2 separate regions of the Sus scrofa genome follow, and region 2 is linked to region 1. A link is a contact called in public Hi-C data. All regions are on one chromosome and are shown on one strand. The core of a region is the stretch at or near the end of the contact, and the rest is flanking DNA. Distances in the headings are between cores, read along the strand shown. Region 1 overlaps TFAP4 (transcription factor AP-4). Region 2 overlaps ADCY9 (adenylate cyclase type 9).

Region 1 (6,973 bases), core at 2,891-5,390:
ACGCCCAGACAGAAAAAAGGCCCATCAACCCCCAGGACTTGAGGTTCACGTAAATCTGACAAATTGAATAATCAAATGAATAACGGAGGCGTTCTTATTGTGGCTCAGCGGTGATGAACCCCACTAGTAGGATGCAGGTTCGATTCCTGGCCTCGCTCAGTGGGTTAAGGATCCAGCATTGGAGCTGTGATGTAGGTCACAGATGCGGCTGGGATCTGGGGTGGCTGTGGTTGTGGCTGGCAGCTGCAGCTCTAGTCTGGGAACTTCCATATGCCCCTGGTGCAGCCCCCTCCCCCCAATTCAATAACAGAGACCTTCCCTAAGTGAACAGATAGGCTCTGAAAGGCACATGTGAGCGAGAGATGCTTGTGACTTTCCCAGAGCGGGTCGGTGTCTCTCCTCTGAGCAGTTTGCAGCTAGGCTGAGGGCTTCCGAAGTTTTTTTCCCTGGCTGTGGCTCGCTGCCGCTGCCTCTAGGCTCACTTCTGGACCTTTGTGGGTGTATGTGTGTGGCGGTGGCCGTCCACGTGGCCCTGCCATGCTCACGGCAGCCTCTTCCGCAGGCGATCCAGCACATCGAGGGCACCCAGGACAGGCAGGAGCAGGAGGAGGAGCAGCGGCGAGCGGTCATTGTTAAGCCGGTGCGCAGCTGCCCGGAGGCGCACGCCTCCGACACCGCCTCCGACTCAGAGGCCTCGGACAGCGATGCCATGGACCAGGGCCGGGAGGAGCCCGCAGGGCACGGGGGGCTTCCCTGACCACCCCCCAGCCCTCCTCTCCCGTCTGGGGGCTGGAGGGGGCGGGGCAGCCACGGGAGAGCCGAGGGCCACTGAGAGGAATTTTTACAAAATTACGGCGTCATTTGGGTCTCTTTTATGACCTCCTCTTCAATACTGTAAATCGACCTTGGCGTGAAGCCACCGAACCCGAGGTCCGGGGCTGGGGTGGCAGGCGCGCGGGGGAGCACCGGGGCTCCTGGGGCTGGGCCTCGCCCCGGAGGCTGGGGAAGCGGCTGCGGAGGTGCCTGGCCTCTCTCCGCCACCAACGCATTTTTTTCACTGAAACATGTTTTTAAGAACAGGGAAAAATCAAACAAAACCCCAAGGTATGTCTGCCCCCCGCAGAAGCAGCCCTGCGACTGTCGGTTTTTCACTCCCCCTCCCTCTCTTTTTGGTGTCTTTTCCGCTTTAAGCACTTACATGGGTTGGGGGTCAGGCCGGGTTGGGGGTCCGGGGGTCTCTGTTGCTTCTCGGTTGGGGTTTGCTGCTGCCCTTCGCCCCTCTCCTCCCCGACTTGTCTCAGCACTAGGAATCGCCACTCGCCACCGCCACGGCCCCCACCTCTCTCTCCAGGTTTCCTATCTTCCACCCTAAAAATGTCTTTATCTCTCTCTTTTTGTTTTGTTTGTCATTGGTTCTTTTTTTTTGGTTTTGGTTTTGTTTTTGGTTTTGTGTTTTTTTTTTTTTTTTTTTTTTTTTTTACAATTTTGAGGTCTTTGTGTTCAAGGAGAAGCTATTATATTTTGTTAAGAAAGTGGGGGGAAAAAACCCAAGAGGCCACCGTGCCTTTATAAAGAAACAAAATAAAGTTTGTACTTTGTTTTTTAGCTTCTGTGTCTCCTGGTTGTGTGCCGTCCTGCGGAGCTGGCGAGGGCTTCCTGGAGTGGAGCAGGGGCGCGGGGAGCGTGACTCCCCTCACTTGTCCGTGGCGTTATGATGAGAAACCGGGGTCCTCGGATTCCCTGCGATTACTCTGGGTGTTCTGCAAAGATGGGAGATGGTGTTGGCGGTGGGAGGCAAGGAGAGAACGAACAAGTCAGCAGCAGGTTCCTTCTGCTAGAGAAAGTGTTGCAGGACTTAGGTACAGCGAAAGGAGACACCCGAGGCCTTTTGCCAAGAAGCAGCGTTTAGTTTATTCGTGCGGGCACTGGCTCAGCGGATTAATATCCAAAGGCTGAACCCATAACGCCGTGGGGCGTCGCCTTATATACCCCCCCCGTTAGGTTTCCCAGTACATCTAAGCCCCTTTGTCTCCCTTATACGGTAACATACATTCTGTAATTTCTGAGTTATAGCTACACCAGCGCCCATGGATACAGGTTATGTTACATGGTTATAGAACTGCGCATGCCTGCTCACAGATGCTGGTGTTGCAAGTTGGCTTCCCTTTGTTCTGGGAGGGCCCTTGCCCCTCCCCCCTGCAGAAGGGATATTCACAGGTCCTGACTGATCCCTAGGCTTTGCAGCTTCCTTGGCTTGTGGAACCTCTCTGAACCTCAGTACCCTCTTCTATAGAAGGAAAGGGAGTATTCCCTTATGGTGTGGTGTTTAAGAGCTCAGGTCTTCCAGTTGGTCTCCTGGGAGTCAGTTCCACCTGGGGCAAACCACTTGGTCTTTGAGACTCAGTTTTCTCTTGTGAAAGCTGGGACTCGTAATGACCCAAGGGCATTGCATCTTAATCCTCCATGACCAGATACTGCTTTATAATGTGTCCCTCTTGACCTGCTTGTCCTCGGGTACATGGGCCGGAACCTACAAACCCCGGAAGTTTTCAGTAGCATTTGCTACATGGCTATGTTGTACAATCATCACTTCTAACTAGTTAGTTCCAAAACATTTTTATCACTCCAAAATGAACCCCTTACCCATTAATCAGTTTGTCCCTGTTCCTGTTCCTCTGAGCCCCTGACAACCACTAATCTTTTTTTTTTTTTTTTTGTATATAAAGAAATGACAGTGTAATTTACCTTTGGCAAAAATTCATGCTTTTTAGTTTTTGATTATGGGAGGTTTTTGTTTTTGGGTTTTTTTTTTGCCTTTTTGCCTTTTCTAGGGCCGATCCCGAGGCATATGGAGGTTCCCAGGCTAGGGGTCAAATCGGAGCTGTAGCCGCCAGCCTACACCAGAGCCATGGCAACAGGGGATCCGAGCCGCGTCTGCGACTCACACCACAGCTCAGGGCAATGCCGGATCCTTAACCCACTGAATAAGGGCGGGGACCGAACCTGCAACCTCATGGTTCCTAGTCGGATTTGTTAACCACTGAGCCACGACGGGAACTCCTTTTTTTTTTTTGTCAGAGTTTTGACAAATGTATATAGTTGTGTAACCATCACCACAGTCAAGATATAAATTAGTTTCTTTGTCCCCGTGTTCTATGTTCCTTTGTGGTCCACCCAGCCCTTGGCCCTATGGTTCTTATGGTTTTGCCTTTTCTAAAATGTTATATAAGTATATTCATTTACAATATATGACATTACATATTTAGCATTTTTTTTCATATTTAGCTTTTTGAGTCTGGCTTTTTTTTTTTGGCTGCCTCTGGGGCATGTGAATCAAACCTGGACACAGCAGCCGACCACAACACATCAGTGACAATGCTGGGTCCTCTGCTGAGCCACCAGGGAACTGAATCTGGCTTCTTCCACTTATCTTTTTTTTTTTTTTTTTTTTGTCTTTTGTCTTTTTGTCTTTTGTTGTTGTTGTTGTGTTGTTGCTATTTCTTGGGCCGCTTCCGCGGCATATGGAGGTTCCCAGGCTAGGGGTTGAATCGGAGCTGTAGCCACCGGCCTACGCCAGAGGCACAGCAACGCAGGATCCGAGCCGCGTCTGCAACCTACACCACAGCTCACGGCAACGCCGGATCGTTAACCCACTGAGCAAGGGCAGGGACCGAACCCACAACCTCATGGTTCCTAGTCGGATTCGTTAACCACTGCGCCACGACGGGAACTCCCACTTATCTTTATTACTGTAATTTTCTTTGGGGTTGTATCTAAATTTACATAAATTAAATGTGTTTAAGAGGAAGCGCTTATCTAATATCTGAGTGGGAGATTTGAGCGACCCATCTTGGCCAGATTCAAGGTGCATCCCACAGGTTCCACGCAGCTAAGAGGGTCAATAGAGGGCGCTGTGGAACCAGGAGGTCTAGCCCGGCAAGGACAGAGGCTCCGCCCCCTTCCGGTGTCCGCGGGACTGCTCAGTTCCTATAGGCCAGAGGCGGGGGCTCGGGGGCGGGGCCATGGGAATACCCTCCCCCTCCCCCCGACCTGTGGTGGCGCGCCCTTCGACGGTGGGCTGAGGCGGAAGTCAGGGGCGCGGCCGCGGCCCCGCCCCTTCCCGGACTTGTCCCGCCCCACCCCTCGGTGCGCATGCTCCTTGGTATCTCAGGCCATCTCGCGCGCACCCGACAGCACACGCTCCTTTGGCCTCGCCCCTGCCCCGCCCCGCGCGTTCCCACGCACGCTCCGCACGCAGACGCCGCCATCGTGCGGCTTCCGCTTGTCGCCCGCACAGAGGCGCCCGCCGACTTTCTCTTGCGTCTGCTGGGCCCTGGGACGCGCTCTGCGGTCCCGGGTGGGGGCGCTCGCGCTACCCGGCGGAAGTCCGGCGCGTAGCACACGTGACTTACGATGGCCTGGAGGCGGTGGTCAAAAAGGGAGCAGTGCCATTAATTTTAATAACACTTGTAGTGGTAATCCACAGTGTCTGGAACGTTGACATTTCGGCACAGGTGATGAAGAAAACGCGCAGGAAATATAGCGTTCTTGTCTTCCTGACGAGTCTGGGAGCTCTGTGTGCCTTTTGCTCTGACCTCACCTTGGTGGGCACGGCCGCGGGTCCGGCCTCAGCAGCCCCGCGTGGGGTGGCGCGGATCAAGGCTTTGTGGGCGCGTGGGCGCCAGGCCTGGGGTTCGGAAAGGGCACGATGGAGAGTGCGGACAGTGCCCTGGGAGGAGGCATTGGAGAAGACGTCGGAACCCGGATCACAGAGGGCTGCCAAGTCACACTGGGAAGCTTGGGCTTTCTTTTTTGGTGAGGGGGGGTGTCTAGGAGAGACGGTCAATGCGAAGTTAAAAAAAACTTTTTTTTTTTTTTTTTTAAATCTTTTTAGGGCCTCACAGGCGGCACATTGGAGTTCCCAGGCTAACCAGGTTACCCAGGCTAGGGGCCCAATCCGGGCTGCAGCTGCCAGCCTACGCCTCAGCCACAGCAACGATGCGTCTGTGACCCACACCACAGCTCAAGGCAACCCCGCCTCCTTAACCCACTGAGCAAGCCTAGGGAATCGAACCGCATCCTCTTGGATCCTCGTCGGGTTCATTACTGCTGAACCACCACAGGAAATCCTGAAAACCAAGTTTTTATGGAAGTCCTGGATAAACATATGCTCAGAAAAGGGCTCATCGCTGAAGGCTTTAGCTCCTTGAATTGTCACAAACTGAATAGACACCCAGCAGCCAGCATGCACCAGGCCCTCAAGTGATTTATTTTTAAAACTTTTTTTTTCTAATTTTGGAAGTAGTTGTAGAAATGTACAGGAAGGCCCCACCCTTCACCCAGCCTGCCCCAGGGCTAACAGCCAACAGATGAAGAAGGTGGAAACCAGGTAGTTGCTGTCGCTGCCAGCTTATTCAAAATTTACCAGTTTCACATGCGCTCACCTGCGTATGTGTGTGTACAGTTGCTCTGTACCGTTTTGCCACAGTGATTTTTTTTTTTTTTTTGGTCTTTTTTAGCCGCACTCGGGGAATATGGAAGTTCTCAAGCCAAGGATGGGACCTATGCTGCCACAGTGACTTGAGCCTTGGAAGTGACCATGCCGGATCCTTAACCTGTGAGCTACCAGGGAGCTCCGCAACAGTGATGTTTGAGAGCTGGAGTTGAGAAGCATCCTCACCAGTACTTGATATTGTCAGGTCATTTTATTTTTCAATTTTTTTTTTTTTTTCCAACCAGTCGGGTAGGTGTAGGATGGAATCTCACCATGGTTTTAGTTTCCATCACTGTAGATTAGTTTTGCTTATTTTAGGTGTTCATTCAAATCATACGGGATATATGATCTTTTTGTCTGGCTTCTTTTTTGTCTTTTTGTCTTTTAGGGCCGCACCCGTGGCACATGAAGGGTCCCAGGCTAGGTGTCCCATCGGAGCAGCAGCCACAGCAATTCAGGATCCAAATCCGCATCTGCGACCTACACCACAGCTCAGGCAACGCCGATCCTTAACCCACTGAGCGAGGCTATGAACCTGAGTCCTCAGGGATGCTAGTCAGGCTCTCGAACCGCTGAGCCATGATGGGAACTTCACATGTGGCTTCTCTTAATATAATTCTTAGAAATTCATGTATGGTTTTGTGTATATCAGCCATCAATTCATTTTTATAGCTAAGAACATTGCATTACATGAATATACCACAGTTTGTTTAGCCAGTTACCTAACAATGGACGTTTGGGTTATTTTAGTAGATACTGTGCCCCAAATAGATGGTGCCAGGCTATTGATTCTGTCACCACTGTGTGCTGTGGCAGAGTGGCCATGGAGGGACATTCTAAGCACGTGCCGCTGACCCTCTTTGGGGGTGGGTTCTTCCGGGAGGGGCTAGGCGTTCTTGGTTCCCGGTGGCCTCCTGCTCCCTGTTTTAAGGTCTATTTTAGGGCTTAAACCTCCCGGGAAACGTAAGTCCGCTCTGATCTCTGGGATCATCATACTGTGTCGTCTCTGCGAAGATCCTTAGAAGAAATTCCTGTCGCGTTTCAGTAGCAGACACAATTTCACTTCTCGCGAACAGTTGGTTTGTTCTTATTTTAAGGACCCTGAATTGGCACGTGATCAAGTTACACACATGTGAGGCCTTAGGAATGTAGTGCGGTGGTGTGCTTTTGTGTCAGCCTGGCCCGTGGCTCCATTTCGTGTGCCTGCCTTTGTGTGGTTTGCTTCTCCTGTGGCTTCCAGTTCTTGTTTTCTGCGTGCGCTTGATGACTATTTGGGAGCCATCTTTATGCTTTTCCGGCACAGGGTGGGTCGTGAGCAATCAGTGCTGCTTGTGCCCCGATTTGGGGGCGTCCCTGGCAGCAGAGCAGTCGCCTGGCTCTGTGACACGTTCGAAGGGCTGTCTAGCGGAAAGGAGGACCTTCCTGTGACCTTGGCCTCCTTGGCGGTTGGTGAACTGGCCTCAGCCCAGTAGGTAAAGC
Region 2 (6,973 bases), core at 1,397-3,896, 230 kb after region 1:
AGATGGATTGAATTCACAGATGCAGAACCTGTGGCTATATATAATGAAGAAATTTGAATTTCAGAAAGTAGAACCAGAGTGCCTGTTGTGGCTCAACGGGCTGAGAACCTGACGTAATGTCCATGAGGACGCAGGTTCAGTACCTGGCCTTGCTCAGTAGGTGAAGGATCCAGCATCACTGCAAGCCGTGGTGCAGGTTGCAGACGTGGCTTGGATCTGGGGTGGCTGTGGCCGTGGCTGGGGCCGGCAGCTGCAGCTCCGATTCCACCCTTGGACCAGGGACTTCCACGTGCTGCAGGTGTGACCCTCAAGGAAAAAAGAAAGAAGGTAGGACCAAAAGCCATTTCATACAAGACTGAAATGAAATAATGGAGGTGGCGGTGACACAAAAATGAAAAGAGGAAGCTGAGTCTAGCCTTTTTGAAGTTGGGCTCGTGTGCTGAGACAGACCGCAGGCTGTTGACGTGGGGAAATGAACAAGTCTGATGGTCCTGCCAGTGACCTGAGCCTCATTCCTAAATACCGTTTTGACATGGGCTGTGAGGGCAGTGACGAATCACTGGAAACACACCTTCTATCTTGGAATCCTGCCACATCTCAAAGAACACATTCCGTCCCCGGTACTCCAATGGCCTTCAAAGCCGGACCCCTGATGGTGGGGACAAAAGCAAGAGCATCGTAAAGACCCCTGGGACGGAATCCGTTCTTACTGCTGTGCTACAAAAAAATTAAAAATGAAACTATATAGGATGGCAATGATGTGTATGTATTTAAGACATCCTTTGTTAATGAAATCCAGTAAGACCTGTGTCCTGCATGGGTTCTCCTAGTGAAATCGAGTTTGGTTCTTAGTTGTTAAGATGAGTTTGAAATGACCTGTTGCACATTTGTAACTGGTTTTGTGGCTTTTATTTAACCTTTTCAATGAAATAAGTAGTTAGAAGCACAGTAATACCTTGGATAGCAAAATGCTCACAGTAATTTACTCAGAAATCTCACTGTAGTGTCTTAAAGCCGTTAAGCTTCTGTTTCTGTAACAGATTTCTCTTAAATATTGGACTTCTTTGTGTAACTGCCTGTAAAAACGTTTCCTGTGAGCACACATTAAAGAAGCACTTATTTATAATTACAGCGGGTTTAAGGTCACAGGCTGTTTCAGAGTTCCACGGGACATTTCTTCGTTGTGCTTTGCAGGACAATCTAACATTCCTGGCTCCCCCAATTAATATGGCAACCAGAGAGACCCCCAGAGTTTCCAAAATGCCCCCAGGCATCATCTTACTGTTGCCAGGAAGCATTGCCTTGGTAAATTCAACAGTAGAAAATGGTCCAGTTTGTCTCAACATCAGATGCAATTGCACGGTGCACTTTGGGCATCACCAAAGCAGTAGCCAGGAGCGGACAGAGTCCGTATCCTTCTCCATTTACTTAACAAAGTAATAACATGAAAGATACTCCAGTTCTCTGTGAATTGAGATCAAAGAGGAGTTTGAAGTGGAACTCATTTGGCATTTGAAAGGAGACTTTAATGAATGGTTAAATTACGTTAAGCAAAACAGAGCATCTCTTTTCCTTTCTGAGGTGTGGCCATCTGGGATTATTGTCATTATAAAGCTCTTTTCCTGGAGTTCCTATTGTGGCTGAGCGGTAGCAAACCCGACTAGTATCCATGAGGATATGTGTTCCATCCCTGGCCTCACTCAGTGGGTTAAGGATCTGGCGTTGCCGTGAGCTATGGTGTAGGTCACAGACACAGCTCGGATCCCACGGGGCTGTGGCTGTGGTGTAGGCCGGCTGCTGTAGCTCCAATTCCACCCCTAGCCTGGGAACCTCCATAGGTGGTGGGTACCACCCTAAAAAGATAAAAAAAAAATAAAAATAAAAATAAACAAATAAATAAATCTGTTTTCCCAAGAGCACGAAATTCAGCAGTCTGCCTTTTAGCCTAGAACCACCACAAATACCTTGTCAGCCATTCTCGGTGCCCTTTGCCTCTCTCGGGGCAGGCCCTTTCCCACCCACATCCTGAGAGCCACAGCCATGGGACACCCATCCAGTGCCTTTTCGCCCAGAATTCAAATGGGAGATCTTGAGGCGGGGCTGGCGGTCAAATCTCTGCTCGACCCAGTCCCCTGCTCCTGAGCACCCTTCCTGGCACCCACCATCCCTGCTAAGCCTGACGGGGAGGGGGGACAAAATGCAAACTCAACTCCCAGGAAGGGGAGGGTAGGCCCCTCTGGCTTTGGAGGGACACGGACACAGAGGTTACGGCAGTGTCCCCGTCACACCTGGACAGGGTGGGCAGAGGACATAAAGCCTTTGAATGTGCATTCTGCCTGTAGCTCTTGCTTTTCTTTCCTTTTCTGTGAAGTCACCTAACACCTCCTGTCTTCACAAGCCACTGCCACCCGGGAGAGCTGCTCTCAGGTGCCCTGCTGTGTCCCCTTTGCCAGGAGCGAGGCTGGGGGGCTGGAGGACGAAGCGTCAGGGCCTAGTGGGCCTGAGTGACGCTGGCTGTATCGTGACCCCAGAGGACACCGTGCAGGCTGTGAAGAGGGTGGGGGGCTGTGTGTCCTGGGTCCCTCCCCAGCACCCAGAGAGTTCTTCAGTCACGCCTGGTCTCCATGCTCTAGAATTGGGATTGGATTGCTTCGGGCACCACCAGGAGCAAAGTCCGGCTTCTCCGCTGTGTAAGCTGCCAGCGCGCCCAGTAGGGCCTGTTGAAATTGATCCTTTGCCAGTAGACCTCACTGTTGGAACATGACTAGTTTCTAGCCTGTTCAGACACCATGAGTAAATCCTTAACAGCGAAATGAATGCCCTGGATATGCTTTGTTGGTTTTGCTCTTTGGTGGGTGTGCCTGTTTTCTAAAACTGAAACACAGGCTCTTCCATCACTGTCTTTATCATTTTGTTATTTGTCATAAGCCATGGTGTCAGATTGTAATTAAAATTTGCTATACTTAACTGTCTACCTTGATCTCCACTTAAAAAAAGAAAGTTGTGGAGTTTCTGTCCTGGCTCAGCAGAAACAAATCTGAATAGCATCCATGAGGACCCAGGTTCGATCCCTGACCTTGCCCAGTGGGTTAAGGATCTGGCATTGCTGTGAGCTGTGGTGTAGGTTGCAGACGTGGCTCAGATCTTGCATTGCTATGGCTGTGGTATAGGCCAGCAGCTACAGCTCCGATTTAACCCCTAGCTTGGGAACCTCCATATGCTGCGGGTGCAGCCCTAAAGATACAGAAAAAAAAAAAAAAAAAAAAAAGAAAAGAACAGAAAAAGGAATGCTGTTTGTTTAAACTCTACTCAGATTGCTTTGGATAATGCCTTTTTTGCTTGTTATAATAATAGTTTTCTGTGTTTTAATTTCAGTTCCATAGTTATTTCACACCTTGATGCAGTACAGAATTTCAGGTAAGCTTTTAACATTGTTCCTGTATCTGGATAAGTGAGAGTGACTCTAGGACTGCCCTTCATCTCTGCGCTTCCTGAACGTGGTTGTGTCTGTGCATGAAAAGATCATGTGGGTTCTTACGCGTAAGCGGGAAATGGCTATTTGCTGACGTATGAGGTCCTCCTTGTCCTGTCCTCCTGGAAATGATCGTTAGCACGTCTGCCAGTTTCTCCTGCTCCCTAAAGGTGGAGCATCCCTGGAAACCTTTCCCAAGCCAGAAAGCGGAGAAGCAGTTACCTTAGGACGCCGCTCACTGACGGACGATGTCAAGGTCAAGCGCAGGTGCTCACAGACCCAGATCAGAGCAGTGGCACCTGGACCGGGCGCTGCACGGTTCCCAGAGGAACGTGGCAGGGCCGCTCCGCTGCTCAGGGTGCGAGCTGCCTCTGCGACACTCGCGGCTGGACGGCCTTTTGGCTTTGCGCCTTTCTGTCTAAAAGCAAACATCCTCTGCAGATTTCTTGCATTCGCAACGGCAGGTACTAATGTATAATGTAGGTAGGTCTTTGGTCACAGCAAAGCAGTAAAACGTGAACTTTCAGCCAGGGAGAGGTTCCTGTATTAGATTTGGTTTAATTTTGTTTTAACGATGAACATGTTCCAAAGGAAGTCTCACAAATCGAAGAAAAGTACTGCTTTTATTCCCTAAAATCTTTTGAAATAACTGATGAGAAATTTGAAAAATTAAATATTGGACCCTTGCTCTACTATAAACACAAAATTAATTCTAAATAAATCAAAGTCAAAAACCCTTTAATTACACTGCATGCCCTTTGCTGTCCCTGCTTGTTTATGTCCTTGGATTTTACTTACACCAACCTTATCTGCTGGTTTGCCGACAGAAATGTGTGAACAAAGAATAGATTCTAAAAGCCTTAAAAATTGTTTTTTTTTTCTCTTTTGGCCGCCCCATGGTATGTGGCGCTCCAGGGCCAAGGATCATAGCCAAGCCACAGTTGCAACCTAAGCCACAGCTGGGGCAACCCCGGACCCTTAACCCACTGTACCAGGCTGGGGATCGAACCTGCGTCCCAGAGCTCCCATGATGTCGCACATCCCATTGCATCACAGTGGGAACTTCTAAACATTTTTCAAATTATATCAAACTATATCAACATGTAGAAAAAAATAAAATTAAGTAGCTCTCAAGCCTCTGCGGCAGAGATAACTTTCCGTTCTTACTGGAAATAAATAGAACCCATGTGCACAAAAAATTAAGACGGACTGAGGGGGTGGTAAAAGCAGACTGAGATATTTGTGAGACTGTTATATAAAGAGGTCATTAAGACCTGCGTAGGTAAAAGACAAAACCTTCACACGAGAGGGAATGTAGCAGAAGATACACAGGTTACTCCTCAGGGCAGTGCACAATTAAATAACCGCAAAATCCCTTTGCTCTCCTAAACTATACCTTCAAAATGTCATCATGTGAATAACCAGTGCAGGCCAGGGTGCAAGCACATTTAAAAATGGATGATGTGTAACATGGGTTTATTTAATCCACATAGTAACCTGACACATTAGGTGACTTTGTCCTCATTTTCCAGGTGAGGAAACTGAAGCTCAGAGAAGTTAAGGAACCTGCCCATAGACACACAGCTAGTCACTGGCAGTGTTTAAACCCTGGCCTCCCTCACTACCAGGCCATGCTTTTTCTGCCACGCCTCATCACTTTTTAGAAGGTTACAATAGTTTTGAAATGTAATTGAACCATCTTAGGAAATAATCATAAAAATGTTTATCACCTGTAACCTAATAGTTCTGTTTTTGCCTATCTGCTGAGGAAGTAATTTAGCATTTGATAAAGGCTGCATGCCCCAGCTATTTTTTTTTAATTTATTTATTTTCCACTGTACAGCATGGGGACCAAGTTACACATACATGTATACATACTTTTTCCTCCCATTGTTTGTGTTGCGATGTAAGTATCTAGACATAGTTCTCAATGCTACACAGCAGGATCTCACTGTAAATCCATTCCAAGAGCAATAGTTTGCATCTGATAACCCCAAGCTCCCGCTCCCTCCCACTCCCTCCTTCTCCCTTGGGCAGCCACAAGTCTATGATTTTCTTTTCTGTGGAAACGTTCACTTATGCTGTATATTAGATTCCAGTTATAAGTGATATCATATGGTATTTGTCTTCCTCTTTCTGATTTACTTCACCCAGTATGAGAGTCTCTAGTTCCGTGTTGCTGCAAATAGCATTATGTGGTTCTTTTTTATGGCTGAGTAGTATTCCATTGTGGATATATACCACATCTTCCTAATCCAATCATCTGTCGATGGACATTTGGGTTGTTTCCAGCTCTTGGCTATTGTGAACAGAGCTGCAGTGAACATGCGGGTGCACCAACTATTGATCACAGTGATTGATAATATTGAAAGTTCATCAGCAACTTCAGTTGTTAATAAAAAAAGAAATTAATTCTGACGTATGTACCCAAATATTGCAACTGTTGAAATGGAAAGCATTTATGGTTTTCATTTTTCATTTCGTATGTGGTACTGCACATGTCTTGTCTCTCCAGCTGGGCATTTCATTACATGTGAAAAAAAGTAAGATGTCATACTTAGGATCTAATGAGGTATTTTCTCCATTTCTACAATTAAAAAATGAAATATCTGTTGACACGTTAGCTGTTGAGACATAGAATTAAAGTGACTGTGGAGGCGTTCCCACCGTGGCACAGTGGGTCAAGAATCCGACTGCAGTGCTTGGATTCCCAACCTGCACTGTGGGTTCAAGGATCCTGAGCTGCCATAGGTCACAGCTGTGACTCAGATTCTGTCCCTGGCCTAGGAACTTCCAGTTGCCTCAGATGCGGCCTTAAAAGTTGAAAGGAAGGAAGGGAAGGAGGGAGGGAGGGTGGGAGAAAGGAAGGAGGGAAGTGACAGGGGAACAAGTGCAGGTCACAGATGTCTCTGTGTGTGATGGACTGTTTCAGGACTGCAAACCAAAACACCTCGCATCTTTTTTTAAGTTAGCTTTTTATCGACCTATAGCATATGTACAGAAGAGTCCGCAGATGATAAGAACAGGTCAGTGAACGTTCACACGTGCACACGCCCGTTTAGCCGCCATCCAGACCAGGAAATAGTACGTTTACCTGCAGCCGGCCTTTCCCTCATGCCCCTAACTGGTGCGCCTGCCCCTATCTTAGGCAGAGATCTGGGCATTGAGATACAGCAAACCATGATCAGATGCCATGTCTATGTAGCGGGTTAGGACCTCAAGAAGTCTTTCTTCACTGTTTTTCTCTGTCTCTGAGTCCTCTTTTCCACGAGAATGAATTCCGCTTTATTTTATGCTCCCTCCCACTGGTCCACCTGTGAGGTCACATGGTGCGTTAGTCACATAAAATCCGTCCTTTTGGACTGAGCCTTACTGTTGGAGCAAAGGCGTTGAACCATTGCCTCCCTCGTTCCTCCTGCAGTAGAATAAGAAATCGGGTTATAGGCTGGAGATGGTTCTCTCACCTGCTTGTCGCAGAGCTCTTCTTGGGCACCGCCTGCC

Evidence for each region. A called contact is a pair of places that touch in the nucleus more often than the background predicts.
Region 2: a Hi-C map of liver shows a contact between it and region 1, with 2.0 times the contacts expected there. The contact joins two enhancer-like sites. A contact is called at or near these places in 1 of 5 promoter capture datasets (liver), 21 of 47 Hi-C or Micro-C datasets (alveolar macrophages, embryonic fibroblasts, epiblast stem cells and 13 more) and 1 of 2 datasets of contacts at active chromatin or transcription factors (skeletal muscle).

Annotation. Positions count from the first base shown.
Region 1 is chr3:38,059,216-38,066,188 of Sscrofa11.1, forward strand. TFAP4 (transcription factor AP-4) reads left to right here. Exons shown (of 8, transcript XM_021086701.1): 8 at 563-1,605. The coding sequence ends at 757. Among named protein-coding and RNA genes, the nearest start is that of SRL, 11 kb to the right of the region's middle. Within about 2 kb of position 4,141, at least 50 of the 83 cell types and tissues checked have an H3K27ac peak or open chromatin away from gene starts, as enhancers often do. A contact at or near this core is called in liver, where this site is marked.
Region 2 is chr3:38,289,930-38,296,902 of Sscrofa11.1, forward strand. It overlaps ADCY9 (adenylate cyclase type 9), which reads left to right. Exons shown (of 13, transcript XM_021086711.1): 12 at 3,376-3,417. Among named protein-coding and RNA genes, the nearest start is that of CREBBP, 95 kb to the right of the region's middle. Within about 2 kb of position 2,647, at least 1 of the 83 cell types and tissues checked has an H3K27ac peak or open chromatin away from gene starts, as enhancers often do. A contact at or near this core is called in liver, where this site is marked.